Regions from separate parts of the Mus musculus genome. Here region 1 is linked to region 2. The links are chromatin contacts, called in public Hi-C maps. All regions are on one chromosome and are shown on one strand. The core of a region is the stretch at or near the end of the contact, and the rest is flanking DNA. Distances in the headings are between cores, read along the strand shown. Region 1 overlaps Bicdl1 (BICD family like cargo adaptor 1). Region 2 holds the start of Rplp0 (ribosomal protein, large, P0).

What was found. Hi-C and Micro-C count contacts between places; a contact is called where the count stands out from the background.
Region 1: a Hi-C map of CD4 T cells shows a contact between it and region 2, with 4 times the contacts expected there. The contact joins the enhancer-like site here to the promoter of Rplp0 in region 2. A contact is called at or near these places in 3 of 484 Hi-C or Micro-C datasets (CD4 T cells, Th1 cells and cerebral cortex), 1 of 115 datasets of contacts at active chromatin or transcription factors (embryonic stem cells) and 1 of 9 other capture datasets (pancreatic islet).

The regions. Positions count from the first base shown.
Region 1 is chr5:115,714,857-115,720,122 of GRCm38.p6, reverse strand. The region is part of intron 2 of Bicdl1 (BICD family like cargo adaptor 1); the gene reads left to right. Among named protein-coding and RNA genes, the nearest start is that of Bicdl1, 14 kb to the left of the region's middle. Within about 2 kb of position 3,477, at least 48 of the 459 cell types and tissues checked have an H3K27ac peak or open chromatin away from gene starts, as enhancers often do. A contact at or near this core is called in Th1 cells, where this site is marked.
Region 2 is chr5:115,556,583-115,562,138 of GRCm38.p6, reverse strand. It overlaps Rplp0 (ribosomal protein, large, P0), which reads right to left and starts at 2,672. Exons shown (of 7, transcript NM_007475.5): 1 at 2,600-2,672; 2 at 2,251-2,352; 3 at 1,135-1,398; 4 at 894-1,040; 5 at 621-806. The coding sequence starts at 2,304.

The sequences.
Region 1 (5,266 bases), core at 2,228-4,727, 160 kb before region 2:
CCACAGTAGCGGTTGTCAGTAAGTTTAATACAGTGGCTCTCAACCTGTGGGTCATAACCCCTTTAGGAGTTGACTGACCCTTTCACAGGAGTCGTCCACGACTGTCAGAAAACACAGATAATTTATATTACAACTCATAACAGTAGCAAAATTACAAGTATGGAGTAGCAAGAACATAATTTTATGGTTGGGGGTCACCACAACATGAGGAGCTGTGTTAAAGGGTCACAGCATTAGGAAGGTTGAGAACCACTGGTTTAATAGGACCTGGTAGGTACTCTCATAACTACATAGCCACAGCAGAAAGAGTACAGTGAGGCTTGCCGGAGAGGAAAGACACAGCAGTGCTCTTTGCTTGGGTTAATATCTTCTGAGGTTAAATTGGAGGGTTGTTGGAAATCCTACTACATAGTGTCTGGTGCTAGAGCGTCTTTCCCAGATAGCAACAGTAAAGATGTGATTTCTGCTCTTTGGAGAAGTCTGCATCAAGACGCTGTTGGGCACCCTGGAATGTCCCTAAAGCTCACTTGCCAGCGGAAAGCCAGAGCAGTGATCTGAAGGATGTGGAAAGAGCCTGGTTTCTAATAACAGCCACAGCAGTAATAGCAGGCTGCTGTTAGGCTTCTCCATCTTCAGAGGCACTTGCAGTAAGATATTATTTTCAAAATGAATCTCAGTGGTGTTGGGAACTTTAGTCAGAGGTAAAATAAGGCATTTCCACATTTATATTCAACACTGCTCACACGCGATCTGAAACATGAGCGACAGGCTTCAGCACCTGTTGACCAAAGACTGGAAAAACCAATTGATTTCTTCCAGAGAACAAGATTTAAAATTGCTTAGGGAATTCTGAGCTTTTCCCTCCTCAAGTGTATAGCTCTAGAGTTTAAAGAAATTGGTTAGGTCATCACTTTAAACATTTGCCTGGGTTTTATGATGATGTATCAATTACATCAGTCCCTCTCCTCCCTCCTGTGCACCGCCAGCCTACCGCCAGCATTAGAACCACAGGCTGGATCTAGACCCACTTTACTTACTAAGGGCCACCCAGGATTTCAGTTCTCTACAGGACCGAATTAGGTGGTGGTAGTGACTCTTAGGATGGAGTTATCAGATAGATGTTTGCTTTGTCTACTTAAAAACTTAACAAAATAAGACTACCAGTTATTTGGACCTAGGACCCCATTTTAGTTTGTTTACGTTTATAAAGAGGGCTGGAGAGATAGTTCAGGGTTAAGAGCTCTTGCTGCTCTCGACAGGACCCAGGCTTGATTCCTAGCACCTGTATGACTTCCCATAACCATGGACAACTCCAGTTCCAGGGCATCTGGTGCCCTCTTATGGCCCCCACTGGTCCCAGATATGTACACAAGCATGCATTGAGGCAAAAATACCCATACACATAAAGTAAAATTTAATTTGTCTACATTTGTAAAGACCTTTTCTCCAAATAAGTTGACATTCTGACAAAATGGCATTGGGACTTTAAAAGAGGACACAGTCCAACCCATGGTAACATTTTGGGATAGTGGATCCTATCTGGTGCTGTCTGAGGGAGATATTCTTGGTAATGCCCGCTTCTTGAAGGGTTCTGCTCTCTTTCTAACACACTTATACACTATAAAGACTCAAACCTCTAACACCACACAGCCAAGGACCAGTGGGGAGATACCTAGAATACTTTATCCCTTGGGAAAGTTCTAAGTCCACCGACCTCTTTTTCTCCTCTAAGGACTTGCCCACATTCTGTTCTCCTAAGTGACGGGGTTCATTTTTGGTGGTGGGGTTTTGTTTAACTCGGAATCCAGTTCAGTCAGAGGTTATGTCTGAGACGACATCTGGAGAGAGAGGCAGCATCCCTGGAAGAGCCAGAGTTCATGGGAAGCCAGGACCATCTCTGTTTACTCTGCTCTGTGTAAACAAGCATCCATGAGGATGGGCAGTCAATAAAAGGTTGTTGGTTGCCATTAAATAATTTTAAATAGGTTCTAAATAGCCTGTTTAGAACTATACTTTTTTGAAGACTAACCCCTATGCTATAATGTGAGGCATTTCATATTCACACAAAATATATTTGAAACCCAGTGGTCAGAGCAACCATGGGTGTCAGTACTTGGGCTGGTGAGCCTTAGAAGAGAGTGGTGACGTGGTTGCTTAAAAAGCTAGTGCGGTCTTCATAGGTACTGGGGAGATTGTGAAATGCCTAAAGCTGCTGTGAACTGAGAAGAGTGGTGAACTGTGGTGTGGATTTGCAGCCCGCAGGTCTCCAGTTGAACAGTGGTGTGCCTCCCTGCTCTGTGGGCCAGTGGCTCTCTGGGTGAGTAGCTGCTAGCCTTCTCATATGGGAAGTGAACATTCTAGCTTTTCACCAGAAATGTTCTAGTCCTGTGGGAGACTTGGCCTTTGGTTTGGTGGATCCCTGCTGTCTTCCACCCTCTCTGGAGCATGTACTATGGACCAAAGAGCACCCCAGTTCCATGCTGTGCTCATCATTCTTACAGACCACGGTGGTCTGTGGTTTGGAGGGGGCAGCAGCAGAAGTGACCTGGGGACGGCTGCCTCATCGAGGTTGTGCGGTTCCTTCCTGTGAAGCCCTGATGGCTTCTTACTAAAGTAAAAGTCCTGAGAATTCACCTTTCCCCTTCTCATTTGTTCTGCATTAGGGCTGTAATCTCTTTGCTCATTTTCACGGGGCACACCCTGTAAATTGTTTCTTCTCACTGTAACCATACAGGCACCTCCCCAATTTCTCACACCCAGGACCCGTCATGCACCTGGTTTCTCTGGCTATGAGCAGATCTAAGTATACCTAAAGATCTAAAGTGCAAAGCTGATTTGTGACAGTGTATGAAAGGGCTGTTCCAACGGCTGCATGAAGCCAAAAGAGGCTGTCATCATGGACTCACTGAGGCAGTAGAGTGGTTCAAAGGTTTCCTTTGGGACTAGAGGGAGCATGGTGACATATATTCAGAGGGATTGTCTAAAGATGGTCATGGAGAAATGGAAATGAAGACCCACTCTCGGCCGTTCAGGTGAAGCCGGGTGGTCTGAAGTTTCTGTGTGCGAGGTCTCAGCCTCTGAAGGGTGTTCTTTAAGTGCACTGTGCTGTCACTAGCTAGGGAGGGTGGCTTCAAGTTTCTCAAGTTTTACAGATTTTTACTTTTATATATTTTCGGGGATTAAATCCAGGGTAGATTTAAAACTGGTCTGTAGGCAGTCTTCATTAATCAAGATTGGCATGGGAGAGGCCAGCCCACTGTGGGCGGTGCTATTCCTAGGCAGGTGCTCCTGAGTTGTATAAAATAAGCTGAGCAAGCCAGTAAGGAAATAGTGTTCCTCCATGGTCCTCTCGTCAGTTCCTGAGTTCCCTTCATGCTGGACTACAGCTGTGAGCCAGTTGTATAACCCTTCCTTCCCCGTGCTTTTGGTGGTAGTGCAGTACAAAGCACTCCCTTGCCCTAACCCCTCCCCACCCCCACACCTACAAAGAGCAGCTACTCCTGCGGGTTGCTGTCTGTGAGATGTGAGGTGTCTAGGAGGAAGTTGATGCAAGCAGGTGCTTTGTCTGTTTCCTGCCTCCTGGAAGAGGCCACCCCTGGTCAGCTTTTGCTGCTGTCGAACTCCTACGGAACAAACATACTTGGCACACGAGCCAAAAGAAATCTTTCTTTCCTGAAAAGACTTCATTTTTCTCTGAAAAATGAACAGTTGATTTGAGGTTAGCAGCTTCTGGTACATTCCCTGAAACAGCTCTTTACCAGGTCCCCTTTTCAGGATTTCCGTCTTTAACACAGTGGCTGCTGTAGGAGTCGTTCTGTGTGGGTGATGCATAGCTGGCCTTGCCCTTGGGACATTTTACAGTGAGTAACAGCTGCTCGTCAGAGGTATCGTCGATGGCCCAAATGGCTCCAGTTCTTTTTGAGCTGGTGTATTACTTGCCTTTAATACCAGCACTCAGAGGCAGGTGGTTCTCTGCCTGTTGAAGGCCAGCCTGGTCTAGATAGGGAGTTCCAGCTAAGCCTGGGCTACACAGTGAGACCCTGTCTTAAGACAATAAAACAACAGACACAACAACAGACACCTGTTGCATTAGCAGGTGTTGTTTGTTTGCTTATTTTTGTCTGTTTTTGTTTTGTGGCGTAGGAAAATGACAGTTTTCAGTCACCCTCCCATGTAAGAACAAACTTAGTAGGTTTGGGGTGTAGCAAGGATAAAGCGTTTGCCCAGCGTACCTGGAGCCCTGGGTTCCATCCTTACGCAGCCCACACAGCACAGGGCATCCCTTTTGAATGCCTCTGCTCCGACCCCACCTGGGTTGGAAGGACCGCACAGGGTTTTCCATTAGGAATCCAAGGAGCCCTGGTTTTTGACGCTTATTTGAAGTCTCACATACCAGTTAACGGCTGCTTTGAAATTGGCTTTTGTATCTGTTCAGGGATGGAGAGTCAGGAAGAAAGAATTCGCCTCTTCATGTATATTCCTACCTGGACTGATTTCTTGGACATTTGAGGTGATACTGGTTGGTGGATGCTGTTTTGTATTGCCTTAGCTCCAGAGACTCTGAGTCTCAGGTTCAATTTTAACAGTTCCTGTGCATCATATCAAAGATGTTCTAGAATGATCGGAAAGTGTTGATCACGACAGCTAATCGAGAACAGATTTGCCTACAGCAGTATTCATCTCTGAAGTCAGTTCCAGCATTTCTCGAGGGTTGCCGTGGCTAATTAGTAAGTTAAACATGAGGTGGTAATTGCATATTCTTTAAGCATATGGGTGTTTCTATTGGTAAGTGTTGTCTTCACTGTGGAAGCCTGTTCTTAACTACTTACACTGGGAGAGTGTGGCCGGGTCTGAATATTCCAAGTTATTGAATGTAGCTGTATATAGCTCTAACTTTGTTTTTTACGAAAAAGAGAGCCTAGGTTCTAGCATATTAGGTCTAAAATTTGGAGTTTGGCTCAAGGGTCAAATGATTTTGTGTGGATAGAGAGCACAGTGTTGCTAGATTTACCTGGGAAACTAGCATTTCATGAGATGTGGGTTTCCTTGTCTCTTGTAAACTATTCAGTAGATCAGAAAGGTGAAGCCAGTTAAGTGCCTGCCTGGCCACTGTGAGCCTGCGACCTTTCGCACCGGGCACCTGGGTTTAAATGGCAAGAAGTTCGCAGGCAGAGGAGAATTAAGTGGCACCGAGAGCAAACTGTGTGCTGTTTTTTGGCATCTGTGCCACCCGGCCATCGGCTTCAGTCATAAAATACCTGCCCCA
Region 2 (5,556 bases), core at 1,423-3,922:
AAAAAATGTTAAGATTAAAATGCTAAATCTATAGATGCATGTCTAATTTCAGTAAGTTATTCACTCAAGGAAACAATTTTCCTTAAGCTGGGCAGTGGTGGTGCACACCTTTAAACCCAGCACTTGGGAGGCAAAAGCAGGATTTCTGAGTTCAAGGCCAGCCTAGTCTACAAAGCCCAGGACAGCCAGGGCTATACAAAGAAACCCTGCCTCAAAACAAAACAAAACAAATCAAAAAACAAAAAAGGTCAATTTAATGGCAAAAGCCTGGTGTGGGACAGTCTTTAAAAAGATAGAGTAATAACAATTTAAATTGTTAGCATTAAATTGTATTCATCTCTCCTTGACTCAATACTCAAAATCTCACCGACCAGCAATGTTCTATTTTGTTTGAGACCTAGCTGTCCTCAAACTCACAAGAGGGTGCCTGCCTCCGCTGGGATTAGACACAGCCCCCACAGGCAGTGTTTTGCTATCACAGGCTAACAACCTTTAGAGTCCCAGCACATGACCTCCTGCCCAACTCTATTTTCTGCAGATGAGAAGATGGAACAACTGAAGATGCCAGCACGAATCTGTTGTCACACTCAGCATGGGAGGAAGGAGCTGGGCAGACATACCTCCAGAAAGCGAGAGTGCAGGGCCTGCTCTGTGATGTCGAGCACTTCAGGGTTATAAATGCTGCCGTTGTCAAACACCTGCTGGATGATCAGCCCGAAGGAGAAGGGGGAGATGTTCAGCATGTTCAGCAGTGTGGCCTCGCTGGCTCCCACCTTGTCTCCAGTCTTTATCAGCTGCACATCACTCTGAGGAAGAGAACAGCAGGACAGTTATCATCTGGACACACAGGAGGCCCAGCCCAAAGGACCGACCACTGCAGGCCATCTACTCACCAGAATTTCAATGGTGCCTCTGGAGATTTTCGTGGTGATGCCCAAAGCCTGGAAGAAGGAGGTCTTCTCGGGTCCTAGACCAGTGTTCTGAGCTGGCACAGTGACCTCACACGGGGCGATGGCACCAGCCCGAGCAGCAGCTGGCACCTAAACAGAACAGAGGTAGTCGACGGTGAAATGCCTCTCCATCGGTGAAAGCCCCGAAATGGCCAAATCCTCATTCATCGTCCCAGCCCCTTACCTTATTGGCCAACAGCATATCCCGAATCTCAGTGAGGTCCTCCTTGGTGAACACGAAGCCCACGTTCCCCCGGATGTGAGGCAGCAGTTTCTCCAGAGCTGGGTTGTTCTCCAGGTGGCCCCTGATAGCCTTGCGCATCATGGTGTTCTTGCCCATCAGCACCACGGCCTTCCCTCGGAGCGACATGCGGATCTGCTGCATCTGCTTGGAGCCCACGTTGTCTGCTCCCACAATGAAGCATTTTGGATAATCATCCAAAAGTTGCTATGAAGGAAGCCAGGAAAAACTACATTGAGAGGAAAACAAACAAAAAATACCCAGCAAAACCCGAAACCCTGCTACCTCTACCTCCCCATTGCTTCACCCTAGGTGTGACACTTCTCGCTAGGAGCCAGCCACCCGAGCCCAACGTCTGTCTTTATCTGATCCAGCTTCCTTGCTGGTTACGAGTATCACAAAATTACTGTCACAGCCAAAAATTAACTTTTAGCTGGGTGTGGTGCCACACCTGTAAAGACAGGTAAGGCTTAATTGCTAATCCGAGGCCAGCCAGAGCTATAGGGGGAAGACTTGCCTCAAGTAAATCTTAAGCTTTACTTTTTAAATAAGGCGTGCCTGGGTGACCAAAGTGACTCTGATCAGGGAAGAGACAGACTTAAAAAGCACAGAAAACAAATTATAGAGAGGTCGGGGGATCTTAGGTTGTGAAATATAAAAGGTACTACCAGACCCAAAAATCTTTGTCTCTGTCTCGGAAAAAAAAAAGAAAAGTTAACTAAAACAGACTGGTACCTACAAAGTCTGGTAGCTCTGGTTCAAAGCCACCTCAAAGGCCTTTTGTAATTAAGTCACTCAACAGCAGCCTGACTGGCAGGTCTCAGATGGGCAACAAGATGAATCACTCCAGTCTCAGCCCTTTGCACAAACGCGAAGGGCTCGACGAGATGAAAAACTGGGTGAGCGAGCTAGTTCTGGAACGCGGGGGGGGGGGGGGGAGATCCCAAGACTACAGAACTTCCCCAGGATGCCCAAACTCTGTTAAAGCGCGTGGCCAACGACCGCCCCGGGAAGACCCGGAGGCGGAAGCCGCGCGTCCCCGGCCCGCTCCACACTTACGATGATCTTGAGGAAGTAGTTGGACTTCCAGGTCGCCCTGTCTTCCCTGGGCATCACGGCGGTGCGTCAGGGATTGCCACGCGGGGTTTAAAGACGATGTCACTGGGGAGAGAGAGGGGGCAGCTTGAGCCCGGTAACCCCAACACCGGCCCCGATCCCAGGCCTAGGCCAAGCCGGCCACGCCAGAGCTGGGCCCCGGGCTGCGGCCGCCAGCAGCGCGGGCGATCCGACAAGCCAGGCGGTAGACCGGACGGGCAGAGCCCGGCCGCGATCCTTCCCGAGCCCATCGCTCCCACCCGCAACGTCCCCGCGCTCTTGCCGCCCTCCCACAACAAAACAACCCCCCAACCTCCAACGAGGACGCCTGGCGAGAGACGGGCCGCATGCCCGCGTGTGCCTTTTATAGGAGAACCAGGCGGTCCTCGAAACCCGAAGACGACGTCGTCCATGCCTATTGGCTGGTTCCATCGACTGTCCTGCCTCACTCAATAAACATGCGCGTCTATTGGCTGAGACCGCTGCCACTCCAGCAAGTCGGGAAAGTAAAGACAGCACCCGGCCGCAGGAGGCGCGCTTTCAGACCTGCTGCCCTCTGCTGGGTCGGAGCCGCCCTGCAGCGTCACCGAGTCAGTACAGCAAAACAACTTTCTGCGAAACCCTAGCTGATGCTCTAGTCTCCTCTTGTTCTTCCATTCTTTTTTCTTTCTTTTAATTTATTTATTTTTTATTTTTTTAGGTTTTTCTGTATATCCTGGCTGTCCTGGAACTCACTTTGTAGACCAGGCTGGCCTCAAACTCAGAAATCTGCCTGCCTCTGCCTCCCAAGTGCTGGGATTAAAGGCGTGCGCCACCACTGCCCGTTTTGTTCTTCCTTTCAAAACCTACATCTTCACCCGCACAAAGTTAATCAAAGATTGCCGTTTTCTCTGAGTAAACGCCTAAAACGTAGACTATTCTCAAGGTCCCACACGACTGTTTCCACTGTCGCAATCTGTTTTCTTGCTTTCCTACTGATGTGTTTGCCTCTCGCCTGATCCCTTTGCCCTTTTATCCCCTTCAAGAGTATGCCTTTTTTTTTTTTTGGTTTTGGTTTTGGTTTTTCGAGACAGGGTTTCTCTGTATAGCCCTGGATGTCCTGGAACTCACTTTGTAGACCAGGCTGGCCTTGAACTCAGAAATCCGCCTGCCTCTGCCTCCCAAGTGCTGGGATTAAAGGTGTGCGCCACCACCACCGGCTTCACAGCTTTTTGAATGGTGCTGGCCAGCTTCGGTCAGAGAAACTCACCTCCCCCACATCTTGCTGCAAATGCTATCTACTCAAGGAGACCTGCCCTGATTCTTGATTTCAAATTTTAAGGGCGGGGGCAAAACCAAACCTACTCTCCCTTACTCTCCCACCTTCTCCTGCAGCACTTACACCATCTAACTCGCTGTATAATTCACCACATTCTGCTTGTCAGCCTCTCCCTGCAGGAAGGTAAGCTCCACAGGGCAGAGATTTTATTCTGTGCCTGCCAGACAGTGGGCAGATAAGTATTTGTTGAGCAGGCAAAACGCAGGGCATGCGGCCAGATGAGACCCGGATCCATAACTTTGTTCTGCCGCTTGCTGTGTTGTCTTAAAAAGCACTTCCACTTTATTGACCGTTTGCTTTCCCTTCCAGGGATACGGGAGAAAATCGATACATAAAACTAGCTTCTTCACATATATATATATATATATATATATATATATATAATATATATATATATATATAATATATATATATATATATACACATTATATATATACACACACAGTCGTTCAACATTATTTGGATAATTGTTTTACTGAGACAGTCTCACTCCTGCCTTGTTTTTAATTGCTGAGCCATCTTCCCAGACCCATGAATAAATAAATATCCATATATAAATAAGTGTGTATATATGGGGGAAGATATTGAACCTAGGGCCTTGTTCATGCTAAACAAGCAGTCTGTTGTTTTAAAGCTTCCTGGTGCCTTTGAAGATCAGTCCAGTTTGAGAACTGCAGGCATCAGTGGCTGCTGAGGTCGCTCTTTAATGACAAGGATTCCCCATGCTCAGCACTAAGTGCTGGTGCATGTTCCTGAAGCTACCACCGTCACCCCATCCCCACCCCCCAAGTCCTGAGGTGCAATACTTTATCCACAAGAAAGCGCCCAGAGTGTTTAAATCACCTGATGATTTCAGAAGGCTGCAGAAACAGGTTCAAAGGCCACTGTGTGGGCCCCACTGTGCTCCACAGTCAAATCCAAACCCCATGTCTCTCTTTCTCTAAACGCACTTTTCCAAGTGCATACATAATGGCTACGTTACATTTCCAAAGACATCCTGACTCTGACACTATAAATACCCTAACTGTCGTACACCAATATATATTAGTTAGGGTTCTCTAGAGTCACAGAACTTATGGATAGTCTCTATATAGTAAAGGAATTTATTAATGACTTACAGTCTGCAGCCGAATTCCCAACAATGGTTCAGTAGTAGCTGTGAATGGGAGTCCAAGGATCTAGCTCAGTCACACACGGCAAGCAGGCAAGAGAGCAAGAGCAAGACTCCCTTCTTCCAATGTCCTTATATTGTCTCCAGCAGAAGGTGTAGCCCAGATTAAAGGTGTGTTCCACCACACCTCTTAATCCCAGATGAAAGGTGTAGCCCAGATTAAAGGTGTGTTCCACCACACCTCTTAATCCCAGATGAAAGGTGTAGCCCAGATTAAAGATGTGTTCCACCACATCTTTAATCCCAGATGACCTTAAACTCGGAGATTTAATCTTCTGGAATCCATAGCCACTAGGCCTCAAGATCTCCATACCAGGCCGGGCATGGTGGCGCACGCCTTTAGCCCCAGCACTCGGGAGGCAGAGGCAGGCGGATTTCTGAGTTCGAGGCCAGCCTGGTCTATAAAGTGAGTTCCAGGACAGCCAGAGCTATAAAGAGAAACCCTGTCTCGAAAAACCAAAAAAAAAAAAAAAAAAAAGATCTCCATACCAAGATCCAGATCAGAAACTTCTATCTCCAAGCCTCCAGATAAGGGTCACTGGTGAGCCTTCCAATTCTGGATTGTAGTTCATTCCAAATATAGTCAAATTGACAACCAGGAATAGCCACTACAATCACCATGCCATGAAGCCATTAGAAACGGTGCAAATCTATAACCAGTGGCACGGGAAGTTATTCGTAAAACATTACCGAGAAAGCCAACCATACTTCTCTAAGGACGGGGACATGAGGGTTGGGAAAAGAAACCAAGTCATTATCTCTGATTGGGTGTCAAGCTCGC